Linked DNA regions of Sus scrofa: region 1 is linked to region 2. A link is a contact called in public HiChIP or PLAC-seq data. All regions are on one chromosome and are shown on one strand. Each heading gives the region's core, a stretch centred on a gene start, on an enhancer-like site or on the middle of the called end of the contact. The rest is flanking DNA. Distances are from core to core; before and after follow the strand shown. Region 1 overlaps VAV3 (guanine nucleotide exchange factor VAV3). Region 2 overlaps LOC106510205 (a long non-coding RNA gene).

Region 1 (3,477 bases), core at 865-3,364, 280 kb after region 2:
ACTTCGCATTTGATGGTCATGCCTGGTTTATAGGATTCTCTTTTCCACATTGTTGGGATGTCCTGGAGGAAAAGCATGCATCACCTGCCACTTTTTATCTCTGACACCTACTGGAATTTCTGGCATGGGCAGATGCTCAGCCGATGTATGGTAACTGAGGGATGAAGTGCAAACTAACAAAACAGGGACTTCTCCAAGCTTTAGAATTACTGTAGGGCCAACTGGTGTTACAGGAAAGCTAAAGTGGCTGGGCGTGGATGCCACTAATTGTTAGATAGCATATGTAATTTCTCTGACACTGTGTTTCCTACTGTGTAAAATTGTCATAACTCCCACCTCATAGGTTTTTGTAGAGGTCCTGGCACACCGATAGCTCTGAAAAATGGTAGCCAGTAATAATCATAATAAAATTAGTACCTTCTTGCACATTTCAGTAATTTTAAGACTTTTGTCATCCTACCTTGAAGTCGTACTCTGTATTTTTTTCACTTTTGAAGTTATTTTACTCATTAGAACTGAAAAGCAGATACACGTGATTGAATCAAACTATTTAATATTTTGTGGAGTTAAATATATTGGTGGCAAAATTTTTGATCAGTATCAGTATGCATTACTGTTATATGGCAATAATATAGTCGTATTATAAAAGTTCATAGACTTTTTTTTTTTTGCTTTTTAGGTCTGCACCCATGGCACATGGAGATTCCCAGGATAGGGGTCGAATCAGAGCTACAGCTGCTGGCCTACACCACAGCCTCAGCAACGCAGGATCCAAGCCGTGTCTGCAGCCTACACCACAGCTCATGGCAATGTCAGATCCTTACCCACTGAGCGAGGCCAGAGATCGAACCCACAACCTCATGGTTCCTACTCAGATTCGTTTCCACTGTGCCATGATGGGAACTCCAAAAGTTCGTAGACTTTTATATTTTCCATATAAAAGGTTGCTATATGGCAAATTTGTGTACACATACTTTAAAGAACAAAACAAAACAGGAGTTCTCTTGTGGTGCAGTGGGTTAAGGATCTGGCATTTTCACTGCGGTGGCTTGTATTGCTCCTGTGGTGCAGATTTGATCCCTGGCCTGGGAACTTCTACATGCTGTGGCACAGCCAAAAGCACCCAAAAATAAAAACAAACAGTAATACATGTATGTCTCACTTGTCAGACAATACAAAAATTATTGACATTGCCATGTTTCCCAGGCATTTATTTTGTGGGGGGAAAATATATATATATATTTTGGTCTTTTTGCCTTTTCTAGGGCTGCTCCTGCGGCATATGGAAGTTTCCAGGCTAGGGGTCCAATTGGAGCTACAACTGCCAGCCTATACCAGAGCCACAGCAACGCGGTATCTGAGCCACGTCTGTGACCTACACCACAGCTCACGGCAATGCCAGATCCTTAACCCACTGAGCGAGGGCAGGGATCGAACCCTTGACCTCATGGTTCCTAGTCGGATTCCTTAACCACCAAGCCACGACGGGAACTCCATTATTTTGTGAAATATTTTTTATATTCACTTATACAACATAATGTGCTCTCTTATAAACCTTTGGTCTTTATTTAGGCCAAAACCAGGTTCATATGTTCTTTAAACAGGTCAAGAGTCCAAAACATTAATAAGTATATATTTAGTAGAAAAAAAGTATAGAGCCTTCCACTGATTGTTTGCATCAAATTATAGAACATGTATGGACAGTCAGGTACCCTGGCACCAGTATACATGTCTCATGTCTAAGAGCACTGCTCTGTAAAAATATAAGTGCCACCAGACATAAAAAACAAACTTCTGGTTTCCAAAGGGAAAAGAGAGATGGGGAGGGACAAAACATGAATATGGGATTAACAGATACACACACGGCTATGTGTAAAATAGATAAGCAACAGGGATTTACTGTATAGCACAAGAACCATATTCCATGCTTGTAATAACCCACAATAGAAAATAATCTGTGATATGTACATATCATTTTGAATCACCTTGCCTGAAACTAACACAATTTTGTACATCTATACTTCAAAAGAAAAAAGCAGCAATGTCATACTACTCTCGGTTCACTGCTAGGACTCGGGGGTGTGGCAGCTTAGTGGGTGGAGTTGCGGTTCGAGAGTCCGCAGCCCATGGTTTTAGAGATGAGGTCCTGGGGCTGAGAGAAGCCACACAGTCTGTCCATTTCACACCAGTCGTGGCCAGAACCAGAATCGGAATTTCTGTGCCCTCCCATTCTGGTAGCATCATTGCTTTGAGACAATCATATGCATGAAGCCATTGTGTAACAGCTACTTTGATAGAATATTTAATGCCAAGGACTTTTTGATGTGGCCCGAAAAAAAAAAATAACATGAAGCCTTACTATTTGGTTTTATTTGTTCATTCATGTGACCAATTACTCCATTCTCAACTATCATGCTGTCTTCAATTCTAAGAGTTATAATTAAAAAAAAATCAATGAATTATATTTATTGTTGTACAACAACCATCACAACCTAATTTTACAACATTTCCAACCCCACACTCCAGCCCATTCCTCCCTCCCCACCCTGTCTCTTTGGTAACGTAATTTTTAAATGTCTGTGAGTCAGTTTCTGTTCTGCAAATAAGTTCATTGTATTCTTTTTTTTTTTAGATTCCACATATGAGTGATAGCATATGATTTTGTGTCTCACTGTCTCTAACTTCACTTAGCACAATAATTTCTAAGTCCATCCATGGTGCTGCAAATGCCATTATTTCATTCCTTTTTTTATGGCTGAGTAGTATTCTATTATGTATATGTGGCACATCATCTTTATCCACTCCTCTGTTGATGGATATTTAGGTTGCTTCCATGTCTTGGCTGTTGCATATATTGCTGCAATGAATATTGGGATACATGTATCTTTTGGAGTCATGGTTTTCTCTGGATAGATGTCCAGGAGTGGGATTCCTGGATCATATGGTAATTCTATTTTTAGTTGTTGTTGTTGTTTTTTTTTTTTTTTTGGTCTTTTGTCTTTTTAGGGCTGCACTTGTGGCATAGGGAAGTTCCCAGCTAGGGGTCTGATTGGAGCTGTAGCTCTGCCGGCCTACACCACAGCCACAGCAACACGAGATCTGAGCCATGTCTACAACCTGTGCCACAGCTCAAGCAGTGCCAGATCCTTAACCCACTGAGCGAGGTCAGGGATCGAACCTGTGTCCTCATGGATGCTGGTCAGGTTGGTTAACGCTGATCCATGACGGGAACTCCTATTTTTAGTTTTTTGAGGAATCATCATACTGTTTTCCATAGTGGTTGCACCAGTTTACATTCCCACCAACAGTGTAAGAGGGTTCCCTTTTCTCCACATCCTCTCCAGCGTACATTGTTTGACGATGGCCATTCTGGCTGGTTTAAGGTGGTACCTCATAGTAGTTTTGATTTGCATTTCTCTAATAGTTAGTGACATTGAATGTCTTTTCATGTGATTTCTGTCCATCTGTATGTCTTCT
Region 2 (3,674 bases), core at 1,158-3,657:
ATGGTGCTGTAGTATTTACTATTGAAAAAAAAAAAATCTGTGTATAAGAGGGCCCCTGTAATTTATGCCTGTGTTATTCAAGAGTTAACTGTACTCGCAGGCAGTTGAAGAACTCACATGCCCCTGTGTGGCTACCACTGGCCGTGGGGACAGCCTCCTGAGAGTTTACCATCAACTGTGAATAGCTTGCTCTGAATTTGGCAGAACGGGAACACGCCAGAGATCCAAATTTCACTCCCAGGGCTAGTTTCTTCTGTGATAGGCTTGAGGAAATGAGGTCTGGGTGGTGGCGGAGGGAATCTCCTAAGCAAGATTGTACCCCAGTGATTCTATAGGGAAGTGGCTCTTGTCCCTACCTCTAGGACAAGCTGGGTGGCCACTGCCAGCTCTGTGGAGGCCTGGCAGCCTTGCAGGGATCTGGCTAGCTGGACCCCCACTCCTGCCAGCCCCATTTCCCTGCTCTGTCACCCACCCCCACAGGGACAGATGACAGAGGCAGTACCCCTGGGAAGAGGGACTCCTGGTCTTCTCTCTGCCTTACCTTTTGTGCCCCACAGAAATATATCCTGGGCTCCAAGGGTTCTAAGTCCACCTTCTGGGTACCTGAGCTGGGAGGAGTTCTGAGACAGAGGCTACTAACCTGGTCCTTAGCCCTTGATGCCAAGGCCAGTCCGCTGCTCTTGGTTCCTTCCACCTACACAGCAAGGTTGTTTCAGGATTCTCACTTCTCCTTCCCAAATTCAAACTCAGACTCTTCACTCCCAATCCATCAGACAATTTGCAAAAACGTTGACCATCAGGAGGGATTTACGGTCTTTCAGAGGTCTTTTCTGGATCTTTCTTTCTTCCTTTCTCTCTCTCTTTATCTCTTCCTTCCTTCCTTCGTTTCTTTTCTGGGCTATACACACAGCATATGGATGTTCCCAGGTTAGGAGCAGTGGCCTCTGGCCTACACCACAGCCACAGCAACGCCAGATCTGAGCCGCATCTGAGATCTATGTTGCAGCTTGTGGCAATGCCGGGTCCTTAACCCACTAAGTGAGGCCAGGGATCGAACCCGTATCCTCATGGATACTAGTCAGGTTCTTAACCCACTGAGCCATGATGGGAACTACACTCTCTCTTTCTTAATTTATAGGTACATTAAGATTGTGGTCAGATACTCAAGAATTCTCAAGCTTTAACACAGATGGTCATGTTGGGTTGGGGACAAAGCCAATCTGCCATCTTTCTAAGTCTGGGCCAGCTCTCACCCAGCCAAAGCATCTTGTAATATATGATCACACTGAATATTCTTTTTTTAAAATAATATTTATATTTTTACTTAACTTCATGAACATCTTTGCATGACAATGTTTTTCTATAGTGTCATTTCTATGGCTGGAATATTTTGCTCATCTTCTATTATGAAACATTTATTTCCTTTTTTTTCACTATGATGAACAGTACTGCGATATAGATCCTTTTATAAACATCTTTACTTAAGATGATTTCCTAGAAGTAGAATTTGCTACACCAAACTAACAGCTTATGGGGCTTTACAAAGGGCTGTCAGTAGTCACCTAAAATAATTCAGGAGACATTCTCCTGTGACTTTTCTTTCAAATGGTCCATAAAACAATGCAATCAAGGCTTAGAATTGTTCTCTCTCTCTCTCTCTCTCCCTCTCTCTCTCACACACATTCTACTGCCTAATCTCTGAATAACAAATTAGGATGGTATAGTTGAGTTAAGTGATTTCTCTCAAAATATCTTTTATTGAATATATTTTTAATATGGGCTTTTCAGCAAAATATAATGACAGCTGTAATACTAATAATTGCCAGGACTATTTTCCCTAATTATCTGAGTACTTATGTGTCAAAGGAAGAGACTTTATATCCTTTCAAAAGAACAGCAAATACGGTGGGATTGAGAGTGGGGACCAAGCTGCATCTGAAAGGCCTCCGTTTTGTTGGGGACATGCCCTATAGAGGCTGGGAAGGGAAGGAAACTGCGGGGAGTAAGGCTGGCTATCCCCCCATCAGATTGTACGAAGTCTTAAGAATACTGTGTCTCCATGATGAGCGATGTTTGTCATTTTGGCTTTGAGTTCATCTCCTGGCACCCTCTTCTAACCTTCTCATACATCCTATAGTATTTTGGCTCTAGACTTGTGACATTTTGTCTTTTTCCCTGAAGGCGCAGGGGGAGTGAGGAACCATCTGCACTTGTCCTCAATACTGTGTTTAAGAGATAAAGAAGCAATTACTTCTCTCCTCAGGCAGGCTTTTTCCATCCAGCCTCTGCCTTGATCTCTCTTTCGTAAACAGTAAAAGCGAGGCAGCAATGCTGCTGCCAGAGCAGCCTGTGGCTGGCAGCTTCCCCTAGCTACGCAAGCCTAAAGGCTGTGTTAATAGAAATGCAGCAAATAAAATACCAATCCCTTTGTGTTTGGCAAGTCTTTGTTCTGCAAACATTTCCTACACATTAGGCGTGGGACGCTGGGCCCCGATGTTGAGATTCAGGGCTAAAAAGACTGCACCACATTTAAGGAACTCAGACAAGGGAGGCAGATGTGGCAACAAACGATTGTCATGTGATGATATAATTGTTTTAATGAGTGTTTGCTCCAAGGGCAGGAGGTGGTCAAAGAGATGGAACACTTGGGCAAATGGTCAGTGAGGTCTTGGAGGATCAGTGCGGGTTCGCCCAGGAGCTAGTGGATGAGGGAATTGCAGGCAAGGGAACGTGTACGGAGCCATGAAACTCTACTCGTGCACAGTGTTGGGTGACACCTCAAGTGTTCAAGTTTTGCTATTAAAATATGAGGAGTGGGAGTTCCCACTGTGGCTCAGTAGAAACGAATCTGTCTAGGATCCATGTGGATGCCGATTCTATCCCTGGCCTTGCTCGGTGAGTTAAGAATCTGGCGTTGCTGTGAGCTGTGGTGTAGGCCGGCAGCTGTAGCTCTGATTTGACCCCTAGCCTGGGGACCTCATATCCGCGGGTGTAGCCCTAAAAAGACAAATATATATATATATATATATATATATATATATATATATATATGGAGATGAGGAATGGATGGGCAGGAGTGGTTAGAGGAGTGGACAGGAACCGGTGATGAGGAGATCTTATTTGTCACATATGGGAGAAACTAATTGTCCCCCAATATTTGTTTTCTCCCTTCTTCAGTTAGTAATAGACATTTTTACTAGGCATATAACTGCTTAGATTAAGGACTCTATTTCTTAAACTCTCTTAAAGACAGTTGTGGCCGGTAACTAAATTCTGTAAACAGAGTGTCACCTGGCTCCAGGGGTTCTGCCCCTAGGCCCTTAAAGACAGTGGAGCATGAGTGCATCCTTTTTGTTGGTTTGTTTCGTCTTTGTCCCTTTCCCCATCCGAAGTCTAGAAAGCAAATAATGTCAACCACAAAGAACAAGACAGAAAGCCTGGCCCCTGATGCCATGGAAAACCTTCCAACCCCAGACCACCTACCCAGATTTCTATCTGAAAGAGAAATGAATTTCGACTTTGTTTAAACAATTATTTTGTGTTTTCTCTCTCTTGCAAACATAGCAGATCCTAATTAATACATTATGCAAATGAATTTAGATTTCATCTGTTGCTGATGGGGAGTCACTGAGGAATTTGAGTGGGAAATTGGTGGTAGTTGAGTTCGCAACGTG

Evidence for each region. HiChIP or PLAC-seq counts read pairs in DNA pulled down with a chosen protein or histone mark.
Region 1: a contact with region 2 is called in an H3K27ac HiChIP or PLAC-seq map of alveolar macrophages. The contact joins two enhancer-like sites. A contact is called at or near these places in 2 of 2 datasets of contacts at active chromatin or transcription factors (alveolar macrophages and skeletal muscle).

Annotation. Positions count from the first base shown.
Region 1 is chr4:111,971,012-111,974,488 of Sscrofa11.1, forward strand. All of the region lies in intron 2 of VAV3 (guanine nucleotide exchange factor VAV3), which reads left to right. Among named protein-coding and RNA genes, the nearest start is that of VAV3, 150 kb to the left of the region's middle. Within about 2 kb of position 2,115, at least 1 of the 83 cell types and tissues checked has an H3K27ac peak or open chromatin away from gene starts, as enhancers often do. A contact at or near this core is called in alveolar macrophages, where this site is marked.
Region 2 is chr4:111,685,779-111,689,452 of Sscrofa11.1, forward strand. The region is part of intron 1 of LOC106510205 (a long non-coding RNA gene); the gene reads left to right. Among named protein-coding and RNA genes, the nearest start is that of SLC25A24, 110 kb to the left of the region's middle. Within about 2 kb of position 2,408, at least 2 of the 83 cell types and tissues checked have an H3K27ac peak or open chromatin away from gene starts, as enhancers often do. A contact at or near this core is called in alveolar macrophages, where this site is marked.